2 separate regions of the Arachis hypogaea genome follow, and region 1 is linked to region 2. Evidence: chromatin contacts called from public Hi-C data. All regions are on one chromosome and are shown on one strand. Each heading gives the region's core, a stretch centred on a gene start, on an enhancer-like site or on the middle of the called end of the contact. The rest is flanking DNA. Distances are from core to core; before and after follow the strand shown. Region 1 has its middle 13 kb from the start of LOC140183305. Region 2 holds the start of LOC140183243.

Evidence for each region. A called contact is a pair of places that touch in the nucleus more often than the background predicts.
Region 1: a contact with region 2 is called in a Hi-C map of leaf, with 2.8 times the contacts expected there. The contact joins the enhancer-like site here to the promoter of LOC140183243 in region 2. A contact is called at or near these places in 2 of 8 Hi-C or Micro-C datasets (both in leaf).

The regions. Positions count from the first base shown.
Region 1 is chr20:132,224,983-132,231,893 of arahy.Tifrunner.gnm2.J5K5, reverse strand. No RefSeq gene overlaps it. Among protein-coding and RNA genes, the nearest start is that of LOC140183305, 13 kb to the right of the region's middle. Within about 2 kb of position 3,658, at least 3 of the 3 cell types and tissues checked have open chromatin away from gene starts, as enhancers often do.
Region 2 is chr20:132,182,308-132,188,932 of arahy.Tifrunner.gnm2.J5K5, reverse strand. It overlaps LOC140183243, which reads right to left and starts at 1,903. Exons shown (of 2, transcript XM_072231267.1): 1 at 1,593-1,903; 2 at 845-1,511. The coding sequence starts at 1,903. The coding sequence ends at 845.

The DNA of each region.
Region 1 (6,911 bases), core at 2,409-4,908, 41 kb before region 2:
CCTGTTTGTTCTCCAAACTCTTTCCTTTTTTTTCTTTTTTTCACCTTGGTCCACCCATCTCCTGTACCTTCTTGATTGGCTACATTATTAACTATGATCTCCCCATGCAATGTCTTAGGCAGAAGATCCGTATTTTCCTAATTTTCTGTAATTTTTGAAAAATTGCCAAAAATGAACCCCTATTTTCCTTCATCAGTTTCGATGGTTGTGTTGCTCGGACAAAGGTTTTTCGATGTTGGGAACCCTCCCTCCGCCATCACGTCTTTGTTGTTCGTCACGCAGTCTACAGTTATGTGACCGTAGCAATTACATGAATCACAAATGAGCTCTAGATGTCATATTCTACTTTGTATACCACATCATCCCCTTCAATCTCATCTATCACTGGAACGCTTAAGTTAATCTGTACGCAGACTCGGGCAAATTTTTCCCTCTCCGCTTCTTTGGTTGCCATATCTACTTTTATCATCTTGCTGACTGCCACCGCAATACGTCGCATGGCCTTTTCTTGGCAATACAGTATATTTAAACCAATGAAACAGATCCAAACAAGCATAGAACTAAAGGAGCCCTCTGTTGAATGAAAATTAAAAGACTAAGGTTTTACTAACAAGTAAAAACCTTCAATCATCCACAGGTCTTCGAGTAGGACTTTCTCTTTATCCTCCCTCAAAACACATTTCACCAGGAAGTAGTCATTTCATACATCTAGGATCTCATATCCTCCTTTAAATTTCCAAATATATCTGAGTTTATGCGACAAGACTATGTAACTAAAATATTTTCCTATCACCTTGACCACAACGGAGTCATTATAGGGTTCCGCTAGAGCCCTTCTCCCTTCCTCAGAGAAAGTGACCTTAGGTCTCCCCCCTCGACCTCCTTCAACCACGGCTACACGGTACCCACCCAAAGAGTCATCAATGACTAAGGGTTTTGGGGTCGACAAACTAACCACCTTATCCCTAAAAGAAATCTTAGGTCCAGTAGCTTTTGTCGTGAATTGTCTCCCCATGTGTTGCTTCCATCCTCTCTTGCTTCCTTCCCCATGCCTCCTACATCCTTTTGAAAAGTGACCGGTCCTAGATTTTTTTCTTTGGCCTTTCCCGATGGATCGACCTACACCGCCACTCCCTTTCTTCCCCCCCCCCTCCAAAAGGAATTAATAATTTAGACCATGTAAGAGAAGATGTTGAATAGTAATAAATCACACTTTACAAAAAAAAAATTGAAAAGATTCATTATTTTTTTTTGTGACGTGAATTTAATTAATTACTTCCTAAATTTATTTCTTATTCTTAAATTATCTATCTCTTTTATTTTTTAAATTTATTAAAAAAATTGATGTATCTAAATATGATTTTGCCTAAATATATTAACTTTTAATAAATAAATAATGAAGGAACAGTTCCTTCTAGAAAGAGGGAAGAATTGTATATCGAACTCTTTGTTTTTAAAAAATAAAAAATGAATGCCACAATGGACACTTAGCATGGATATTGTTCATTTTATGTCTGAATACAAGACTCCACTAAGAAACTTGATTGTAATTGTCATTTTAATTTGATTGTGAACCTATTCCATGTATAGAAATCGTCAATTACATCAAAAGCAATGTGTGTGGTCCTCCAAAAGCTACCTTTGATCGACCAATTTTAATATATAAGGTTTAATGTACCTGTTGCCAGAAAAAAGGGAAAGCTTAACATTAATGTTAGCTCCTAAATGTGTTATTGTTAATAAAAGGGTTGTCATTTTTTTCCCCTGGCAGTGTCAAATCTTATATAACTGCTTAGACAGAATTTTTGTGGGGACAAAAAAAATTTTAACACAAAAGTATACAATAGCATTTATATTAAATGAAATTTATAAATATAAATATTTTTTAATTAGAAAAAACTACCAAAAATACACTTAAATTATTTTGTTGTTGACAAAAATATTTTCGAATTTTGTTATCGACAAAAATACTCTCAAATAATTTAAAAACGTGTCAAAGATATACCTCTGTGAATTGAGCCGTACTACGTTAATGAAAATAACGGTATTTTTGTCATTTTTAAATAATTTAAAGATATTTTTTGTTGATAATATAAATTGACAGTATTTTTGTTAACACCAAAATAATCCGAGTGTATTTTTATAATTTACCTTTTAAAGTATGACACTGATATATTAATAAACGAATAATTTTACAAATAAAAGTTATAAAATACTTTAAAATAATACTCTTTAAATCTTAAGTAGCTTGACATTTTTAATAATTGAAATATAAACTTAACTTTTCAATATTTTTTATCAATATAAATAGCCAAAATTAAATGAATATTTGAATGCCTCTATCTAGAAAATTCCAATCAAAGAATTCATAATTCATAAAAAATAAAATAATATTAAATTAAGTAAAAAAAAAAAACAAAGCTTTAACGATAGTAACTGAAAATTAGAAAGGGGACAAGAAAATGTATTCATGGAGGCAAAAGTTTTTCTGGGTTTATCGTTTATTTAATTGATTTTTTATAATTAGTTAAAATTTGAATGAGTATGAATTCGAATCACAGGTGTTCAAACTACTAATGTTTATATAAAAACTTTTGGGGTGTGAGGGGCATGCCCCATGGTCATAACAAAGCTCTGATTGAAAAAAATTTTCTACATCATCTCCTAATTTGACAAGGTTTGTTGTTGTCCAATTAATTTTGAATTTTTGACACTTGTTTAGTAGATTAGTGATTAAATCAAATCAATTTTTTTTAGTTTTTTACTCTATCTTTTATTCTGATAGGCTAATGACTAATCAATCATTTTGTTTTAATTGTCCATAGTATTCTAAAATTCGACAAGTCAAAGATTAATCTATCGCGGATTTGAGCTCCATTTAAGGATCTGTCATTGGCCAATGAGGTACTGCATGCACAAGGTGAAATTTAAACTCTCAACACTTAGTCTAAGCGGACGAGCAAGCTGACTACCCAACTAACCAAGTTGGTTTTGTTTAGGGATGGCAACACCACCCGAACCCGCGGGTACCCACCCTGCCCCTACCCGCTCGGGGCAGGTATTATCTGCCCCGCACCGAGACGGGTTTTTAGCGGGGCAGGTTCTTGAGAGGAGCAGGACAGGTCGGGTTTAGGTAATACCCGCTCCGGTATATATATAATATATATAATTTTAATATATATTATGTGTAATATATATAAAATAATTAGTAAATGATTAATAATATTATATCATATTTAAATTTTTACTTTAATTTATGTTATATATGTGATGGTGGTTAGTGGTTACATAAATTTTGAAATTTAATTTTATTTATTAGATTTTAATAATTATAGGGTGGGGCGGGTACCCGCAGGGGCGGGTTAGGATTCAACGTTTTACTACCGTGGATAGAAACGGGACGGATTCTATGTGAATTGTTGTACGGCGGGACGGGGTCGGGTAGAGCAAAAACCCGCCCCTGCCCGCCGGTTGCCACCCTAGTTTTGTTGATTCAAATTTAATCCTTTCTTTAATTGTTTTTTCTCTGACCCAAATTTAATCTCATTTTTTTTGGGACTTCAAGCCAACATTAATCTCAACAGTAACTGTGTGCCATATAAGGCCTAGACGAATTTGGTGGGCTTACACATCAGCGACTTTGATTTCAAAGAAACCATTTTGGAGTGGACTATATAATAGATGTTGGACTTTTTAATACCGCCTTCTACGATGATAGTTTTGGAGCCCCCATTTTTAATCCCCAGCATGTTTTTTTTTTTTTTTTTTTGAGTGATATCCAAATTAGTTTCTATAAAAAATTGATAATTTGTCTCTTACTTGATTTAGAAGATTAGGAGATCAATTTTTTTGTGGAAAAAATAGAGTACAACTACAAAGAAAATTTTGGTAGCTACAACCTTTCCCTTTTAAGAATATTAAAAGAATTAGTTTCTAATTGAATAAATACATAAATCAATTTTTATTTTAAAATTTTAGACAATTTAATTAACCACTCTAATTTTTATGACTTTTTAAAAAAATTAGATATTAATTTTCTAATATTTTAAAATAACATGAATCAATTTGTCAATTTTTTTGGGGGGTCAGAGATTAACTTGACCAATTTGGGATTTTAGACTTTCTTTTATTTTTCTATATGAGAAACGACGAAGTACGTGCTAATTCTTTTTTAGACCGCAGTGTACTAAACTTCTAAAATATTAAGATATGTGTTTAAAAGAAAATAATGTTTTATATATTATTATGGACTACAAAGTACAAAGTACAAACCCAATTGTATTGTCATTTTTGGGGCTTATCCAACAACATATACTTACAAATAAAATTAACAATTTACCCCCCAAAAAAAAAAATTCTAATTTGTATTCACATACAAACTAATATAATTAATAAAATCATCAAAAAAAAATAATTCTAATTTTCATCAACATACACTAATTAATATCATTATTAAAATTATCCAAAAAATTATCATTTCTATTATCATACTAACAAATATAATTAATAATATTATTAAACATAATATAATTATAAACATAATATTATAATTAAAATAATATAATTATTAATATACTAACTAATAATATTATTAAATATATAAAATAAATATTTCTTAAAATTATCCAAAAAATATTATTATTAACAAACTAATATTATTAACAAATATCAAGAAAAAAACGTGCTGGTCCCAAAAATTACCAAAAAATATTACCCAACATTATTAATTCTAATTTCTCTAATATCAAATTCCCAAAAAAAAAAATCCATTACTATTATTAATGAATAAACATCATTAAGCAACAACATTAACATTATTTAATTAAAATAAACGTCATTTAAACAACAACACTACCCTTTCATGTTAAGGTTTAAGGATACTAATGCTGCTCGTGACTCGTGAGACCATTGAATCTAATTAAGAAACCTAAACCTGCACAAGATTTTATTGTCGTACTCTCTAGGCTTTAGCTAGCTTGCTAGCTATATATAGCTCCATACATGATACATGCATGTTCACACAATCGCATGATCTCTTACTTAGAACTTAATTACGTTAATTTGCCAAATTGAAGTCTAATACTGCCAAAAATCACGAATTTCATCTAACACGATGCAGCCTACCACACTTTACACCTTACTATCGATATCTATGTTCACACCGAAATTGTATCGTTTTATTTAATAAAATAATACTGGTAGTGGCTTAACATGCATGTTTAATTTAGCCCTCTTTTTGTTTTGCATTAAAACACAGAAAGAAAAAGGAAAACAATTAAGTAGAAAAAACTAGATACTAAAAAAGTTGAAATGACTAGTATATATTGAGTCTTAATAGTATGGTAATGAGAAAATACAGGGTCAACACACTTACCAACCAACTTAAACAACTTTTTTATTAATTAAGTTTAACTTTTTTAAAAAGAAAAGTATAAGTAACCAACAAGATTTTTGAACAATGTGTAAATAATGTAAATTAATAGGATTAAAAGAGTAAATTTAATTAGTAGCATTAAATTAGGGTGTAGTGTATTTTCATTTGATTGGTGGTTGTTTATGTTGTTCAAAATAGTCATTGTTTATCTAGCACTCTCCTTTTTAAAAATCAGATTTTGAATAATTAAGATTAGGCAAAATAACCTCCTCTAAACAAAATTTCTCATCGCGTCAACCTTCTGTCGCGCAGATCCTTTGCCGCCGCCGCATCTCCGTCTCCGCAATGCGCGACTCGCGTCGCAGCTTGAGGGAGTTCTCGCGCGAGTTGCGTGTGCGTTCCTTCATGTCGTCGCTGTAGGGAGAAATCATGCGAGGATGCTATTGCGATCGTGCCACAGTGGACGCGTCCTCCATCGCGTCGCATCCTCTGCCACTATCGTTCCTCTCTCTCATCGCTGTCCTCCATCACGCCGCACACCCTTGCGCCCTCCGTTGCGTCTCTCTCCTCCATCGCATCGCGCCCAACGCCGTCACTGTTTTTCCGATGTGATTTGGATTTTTTTTTGTGATTTAAAAAATTAGATAAATAAACACCAAAGAATATTTCTTTTCAAAATAATTACGCAAAATAATTTACGAATTTAATTTTGATGTACTATCAGTAAAAAGTAATTTTACATGTGCATTCAATTACATAATGATAGTAAAATTAACTAACTTTTATATTTGACCGTGTAAATGATTATCCAAAAGAACGAATGTGATTGTTTGTATTAAAATTAAACTCAATAATTCATATCAAAATATTAATATAGACAAATTATAATAGACATGATGATACGTTTATTGATTGATGTGATAGATCAAGGTAATTAACATATTAACTATAAAGAATATCATTTTATTGATAATTTATATTGCATTGTAATAATTAATTGTATTACGTTAATCATAAAATACTTAAAAGGCTAAAGCTAAGTAACGGAGTTAAACTCCATTTTTATTTTTGAGATTGGCGAATTGTACTAATTTAATCATTGATTTTTCAATTACTATAATTTGGTCTCCCAAATTCAAAAAAGTACACCAATATAGTCCCTCCTCAACGCTATTAGTGAGATAGCTCAAGTCTTGTTATGTTGAACATATTAAAACGACGTTGTACACATTTTTAGAGCTAAAAGAGCATTTTAGAGTTTGAACAATACTAAAAGGAAAGGGTATAACGTTTTAGTATTGTTCAAATCCTCAAACGACGTCATTTAATGCCTTCTTTAGCGCCAAAATGCATACGACGTCGTTTTAATTTAGTATGTCTAGTGTGACAAGGTTTAAACTACGTCATTAACGGGTTGAGTTTTGGTAACGAAAAATACACGAGAAATTACATTGGTACACTTTTTGATTTTTTATTTAAATAAATAAACAAAAACGATTAATTCCTAAAATTTATGCAAGGAATGAAATTGGGATGA
Region 2 (6,625 bases), core at 654-3,153:
GCTGATAAGAGGGATTTTTTCCAATGCTATAATTTCTTCACCACCCAATCCTTAATATAATTGAAGGTTGCTTTTTTCGATCTCTGTATCACTGAGGGCAGACCCAAGTATTCATCTTGGTTCCCAACATGGGAAATGCTGAGAATATCAGATAAAGTCTCTCGAGTTTTAGGATTGATATTTTTGCTGAAAAATAACGATGACTTTTGTAGATTAACCACTGTCCGCTCACATCACTATAAGATTGTAGGATCTTGACTATGTTAGCACATACTTGGGGTGTTGCCTTATCGAATATAATTGAGTCATCTGCAAAGAATAGATGAGTAATGTAAGGACATCTGTAGTTCAAACGAATTCCAGTGATCTCATTCCTCTGTTCTCCTCTGTGGAGCAGATGGGAGAGTCCCTCTGCACAAAATAAGAATATATAGGGGGAAAGTGGGTCGCCTTGTCGCAATCCCCTACATGGCTTAAAATAACCATGAGGTTGTCTTTCTACAGCAACAGAGTAGGAAACGGTCGTTACACATTCCTTCAACCACTCCACCCACCTTCTACAAAAACCCAATTTCTCCATAATAGCCCAAACGAAGTTCCATTCAACCCGGTCGTAGGCTTTGCTCATATCTACTTTCAATGCTAGTTGTTCATCCCCAAACTTCTTATTCTTCAAGAAGTGCATAAATTCGTGAGCAATCAATACATTATCACTAATGAGCCGGCCCTTTATAAATGCACTTTGGTTATCGCTAATAATTCTGTTTATAGTATGTTGTAATCTATGCACAAGAATTTTAGAGATAATTTTATAAAAAACAGTACTAAGACTGATTGGCCTCACCTAGTTCATTTTGCTAATGTTGGAGTCTTTAGGAATTAAGCATATGTGTGTATGATTGAAGGCTCTGAGCATCTTCCCTCCCTCAAAGAAGCTATGAACAGCATTAAGAACATCCCTTTTAATAGTGTCCCAGAAAAACTGATAGAATTTTGCAGTGAATCCATCCTCTCCAGGTGCTACAAGAGGATTAATAGAAAAAACTGCATCTTTGATTTCTTGATCCGAGACTGGTCTAGTTAGCCTTCGATTGGTATTGTTATCTACCCTTCTAGTCAACCCCTCCAGCTCCTCAGTCGGCTCCTTTGGTTTAGAAGTAGTAAATAGGTTTTTAAAATATTGCTGCGCAATACTAGCTATTTGTTCTGGATTAGTACCAACCTCACCCGAATCACTTTCCAGCCTGTGCAACTTGTTTTTGCTACTCCGCATACGGAATTTGGCATGAAAGAATTTTGTGTTCTTATCACCCCACTGCAACCTGGCCTTTTCTTTCCAGAATCTTTTCTCCCTCTCATATTCATCTTCTGGTTTCACCTCTAAGACCCGAATCATAGTAGTGTCAGCCCCTGCACCTTTATCCTTCTCTGCATTCAGCTTTGAGTTTAATTCAGCAATATTTTTCTTCAAGTTAGTAGACAAATTTTTCTGCCATGCTACCAAATTGTGTCTACATTATTTAAACTTGCTGAATAATACAAATATCGGAGAATCTTTAACCTTCATATGCCATGAATTTGCCACCACATGCCTAGCTTCTTCGCTATCACACCATCTTTCCTGAAATCTGAACCTTCTCTTTGTTTTAAAACCTCCTCTATACGAGGAAACCAGAAGCGGTCTATGGTCAGATCCTGTGTCATCTAAGTGCACCACCGAGCCATTTGGGTAATTCTGTTTCCACTGAATAGAGGCCAAACATCTATCCAATCTTTCTCGAATAAAGTTAATTCCTGCCTGTTTATTACTCCAAGTGAACATACTACCTTCATATCCAAGATCAACCAGGCTACCTCCATTAATAAAGTCTCGAAAAGCTTGAATAGAAGATATAGTTTTCATTTTTTCTCTTCTTTTTCACTAAAGGCTAAGATAGCATTAAAATCACCAGTAATCAGAATATTTTCTCCAGCTGTATCCAGTATACTTAAGATCTGATTGTATTGAACGTTTCGTTGGGCCTCTTCATTGTGCAAATGTATTCCAAAAATCTCTCAAATTCTGTTATGCACATTGTCTCTCTAGGTGAAATGAATAAAGAAAATCATCATGCTGAATAATATTAATATCTTCACCTTCCTTCCACATTAATACCAGCCCTCCCGCTATTCCTCTTAGTTCAACACAATGGAACCTCTGAAAACCTGCTTTTCTGCCTTGTTTCTCCACAAACGAAGTAGTATTTTTGGTCTCGCATAAGAATACCACTTCGGGGGAATGGGTTCTACATAACCCTTTGATGCTGTGAACTGTTAGGGGTTTCCCCAAATCCCGACAGTTCCACATGATCATCTTCATGAACCTTGGGGTGCCGCTTTTGAGATGGCACCCTGAAGCCCTTCAGAATAAAATTCAGTGGATGAAATAGAGTCTTCTTCGTTCAAAAACTCATCTTGTTGCTCCGAATTTCGCTTAACACCAACAATCTTACTCCCTACCTCCGTCACTTCCATATTTCTCGCCAAATGTTTAATTTTTGGTCGTTTACTACTTCTTTTAATACCTCTCTCTGTGCTGCCTACGTGAAACACCCCTACTTTTTCTATCCGTATCAAACCTTCCATACCTCCTGGCACCGGTTCTGTTCTAGTGTATGGAATAATGTTTTGGTTTTCCTGCGGATTTGAGATATGATACTGAGCTGATGGTTTTAGAATGTTGGTTTGGTTTAGGTGTATTTGAGAATTTGGTGGATTATGGATACGGTTGGGGTTATGGTCATTGAATGATAGGTTAGAAAGGTTTTTTAGAAGGCTTATTGGTGTAGGTTTATTATGAGGTTGAGAGAATCCAGTTTCCTTTCCACGTGGGTTTGGGTGTGAGTTCTCCTTTTGCTCTTCCACTCTCCACCCGATCTGGTCTGCTTTCAACACTCTATTCCATCTCTCTTTAATCTCCTGCTGATTGGCAGACAATTTCAGGTACTCTTCGCAGTTCCTTGTTTCATGCCTGATGTAACCGCAAAAACTACAATAGATCCCCAATTTTTCATACTTCAGCATAATTTCAAAAACTACATTATCCGGACTAGCTACTTTTATTGATTGACGTAGTGTCTTGGTCACATCCATATTAACCCTTATTTTCATAATCTGGTCCTCCTTGCCTCTCATGGCAAATTTATCAGCCTCCATTACCTCCCCTAGTTTTTGACCTATCCTCCATGCCGCCGTTATTGTTTTGCAAAATTCAGGCATTCCTCATATTTGGATCCATACTGGAATTCAAGTAAAGTCCTCCTGTTCCACTTTCATACCTGGCTGCCATCTTCTAAGATGGATCATATAATTTTTAAATAGCCATGGAGATCCCCTTTCCACCCTTATCACATTTGCTTCCTTAGAAAAGAAAAATTGGAATATGTTTTCTCCATGCACTTTGACTCTAAATCCCTCAGGTTGATTCCAGATAGCTCCGAATCCTCCCTCCATTGTCCCGCCGCTAACCTTTCTGTCCACCATTAGTCTCCCTATTAAGCTTTTAGAGCATATTTCGACTCCTTCCTTCACATTCTCCACCTCCAATACAACAATCTCCTCCTCTTCTGTTTCAAGTTATTCTGGATTCTGTGTAACTCTCACCTCAGGTGATGTCATAGGATGAGTTATGAAAGAGAATTATAACTTTAAAGAAGGACGAAATCTCACTGTTCACTCAGATTATTTGGAGAAGGTCTGAACTCTTAGTGATTAAAATTTACAAGAAAAAAAATAGAATAGAATTAAAAATTAGGATTCACAAGAAATCCTATCAGAGGCACAAAAAATCCTAGGCACAAAAACTCGAAGGTCATTTCTAATGTTAATACATTAGATAGCTGTCTTATTAAAAATTTTATCCGAAAAAATTTAGTGGAATAAAAACTATAGTTAAAAAAAGAGTTCAGCCCATAATTTTATCAGAAAAATAAATCAAATAAAGATAAAAACATAACAAATAAGAGAAAATATAGAAAAGGAAGAGAGACGACAAACAAACTAAAAGAAAACAAATAAAAGGCGATCGAAAAAAAATTGAAAGACGATCGAAGAAGAATAAAAATGGCGTACATGTCATGAATAATAATTATGAATCTTTCTTAACATTAGGAAGTAAAGCATATGGATTCTTCGTAAAAATTATTATATAAAAAAATTACATATAGTCCTATGTACAGGATATACTTTATATAATAAGTATATGCATGATATGCATATAGTAAAGCAAAGCATGTTAGGCATAAAAAAAATTGATGCAATGCTATGGAGATAAATATATTTTATGTGTGGCATATATAAAAGAAACATGAAAGTATAAAAAAAAAAGATTAACAAAGAAATTTAAGAAGAAGGAAGAAGAATGTTAATGTATTGCGACGGTGATAGTGGTGTAAAACAAATTAGAAGAATAAGGAGGATAAGTAGTAGAAAGTAATTATTTAGTTTTAAAGTAGAACTTGTGCTGACAATATGTTACGAAAATAAAGATTTGGGTTTGAGGAGAGAAGAAAGATGAAAGAGAATACGGAAAATAAGAAATGACTTTATTAATAATTAGTGTGTACATAGAACTCTAAAAGGGGATTATTTATAGCAAAGGATCTAACTCCTATAGAACTCATCAGCTAGGTTGACTGATTTTATCTATTTGAAATTTAAAATACAGTTACAGTCTAGAACATTCATAACAAATATATTTATAGCACTCTCCTTGAATGTCTCTAGTGATAATACGTTAGGTAGCTGTCTCATTAAAAATCTTAATAGAAAAAATCTAATGGGATAAAAACCATAGTTAAGGAAAAGAGTACAACGCGTATTACTCCCCCTAATAATTATATCACTTGATATCTCTTAGTTGGTGCATCCCAATCTTGTATACCAGCTTCTTAAATGTTGAGGTAGCTAGTGTTTTAGTGAACAAATATGCTAAATTATCATTGGAACGAATTTGCTGAATATCTATATCACTACTTTGTTGAAGATCATGAGAGTAGAAAAGCTTTGGTGAGATATGTTTTGTTCTATCTCCTTTGATATATCCTTCCTTTAGTTGACGTATACAAGCAGAGTTATCTTCGTATATAACTGTAGATATTTTTTTCGTCGGTAAACCACACATATCTTGAACATATTGGGTGATTGTCCTAAGTCAAACACATTCTCGAGTTGCTTCATGAATTGCCAATATTTTTGCATGATTTGAGGAGGTTACAGTTATAATTTGCTTTGTTGAGGGCCAAGATATAGCTGTTCCTCCACTTGTGAATAGATAACCTGTTTGTGACCTGTCTTTATGCGGATGAGAAAGAAAACATGCATATGCATATCAAACTAATTGAAATGTTGTTTCATTAGAGTAAAATAAACCCTTATCAATAGATCCTTAAAAGTATCTTAATATATGTTTGACACCATTCCAATGTCTTTAAGTCGGATAAGAACTAAATCTCGATAATAAGTTTACTGAAAATGCTATATCTGGTATTGTATTGTTAGTGAGATACATTAGTGCACCAATAGCACTAAGTAAGATACTTCAGAACCAAGGAACTCTTCATTACTTTCACAAGGTCGAAATGGATCTTTATCCACATTTAATGATCTCACTACCATTGGAGTACTCAATGGGTTGTGCCTTGTTCATGTAAAATTTTTTCAAAAGTTTCTCAGTATAAATTGACTGATGCATGAATATACCATCTTTTAAGTGTTCAATTTGTAAATCAAGGTAAAATTTTGTCTTACCAAGATCTTTCATTTTAAATTCTCTTTTTAAATAATCCACAGTTTTTGGAATTTCTTCAAATGATCCAATGATGTTTAAATCATCAACATATATTGCACACAATAATAACAAATTTGTATTCAAATCTTTTTATGAACACACATGGACATACACGTTCATCTTTGTATCCATCTTTCAATAAGTATTCACTAAGACGTTTATACCACATACACTACAAGATTAATATTTAATTTTGGGAGTATTTTAGTGGGGTCTCTAAAAACCTCTGCAATATATTTTATTTATGGCAATTTAAAAAACCTCCACTAATAATTAATTCAAAATTAAAATATAAAATTCTCCCCCAAAATATAATTTCCCCTAATCGCAGAAACGAGAGGCAGGTTAACGGAGAAGAGAACGGCGCCTCAAACCCTAAATTTTCTATCGCCATTTTTGCCGCCGTTCTCGCTGCCGTTTTCGCCGCCGGCGCCATTACCACTGCCATGTTCGTTGCAGTAGAGAGCTTCTGGATCGAGCCACCTATCTTATCAATGCGTTTTCAGATCTGTCTCTCTATACTGTCGTTGTTGTCATTGTTGTCACCGCAGTTTTCGCCGCCGTTGCCGCCACAATTTCCGCCGTTGTCTCTCTATACTCCCGAGCTTCTTCTTCAACGCCGCTTTCTCTCACTCCGATTTCTCCTTTGGACTGCCGCTGGTACTTCTTTTTCTTCTTCTTCCCTGTTAATTTACTGATATTTCTTCTTTGTTAATGATAAATTTCTTCTCTGTCTTGCCTCCTCAGTTCTGTTGCAATAATAGTTCAGATATATAGGACTTAAGTTCTTCACTGTTT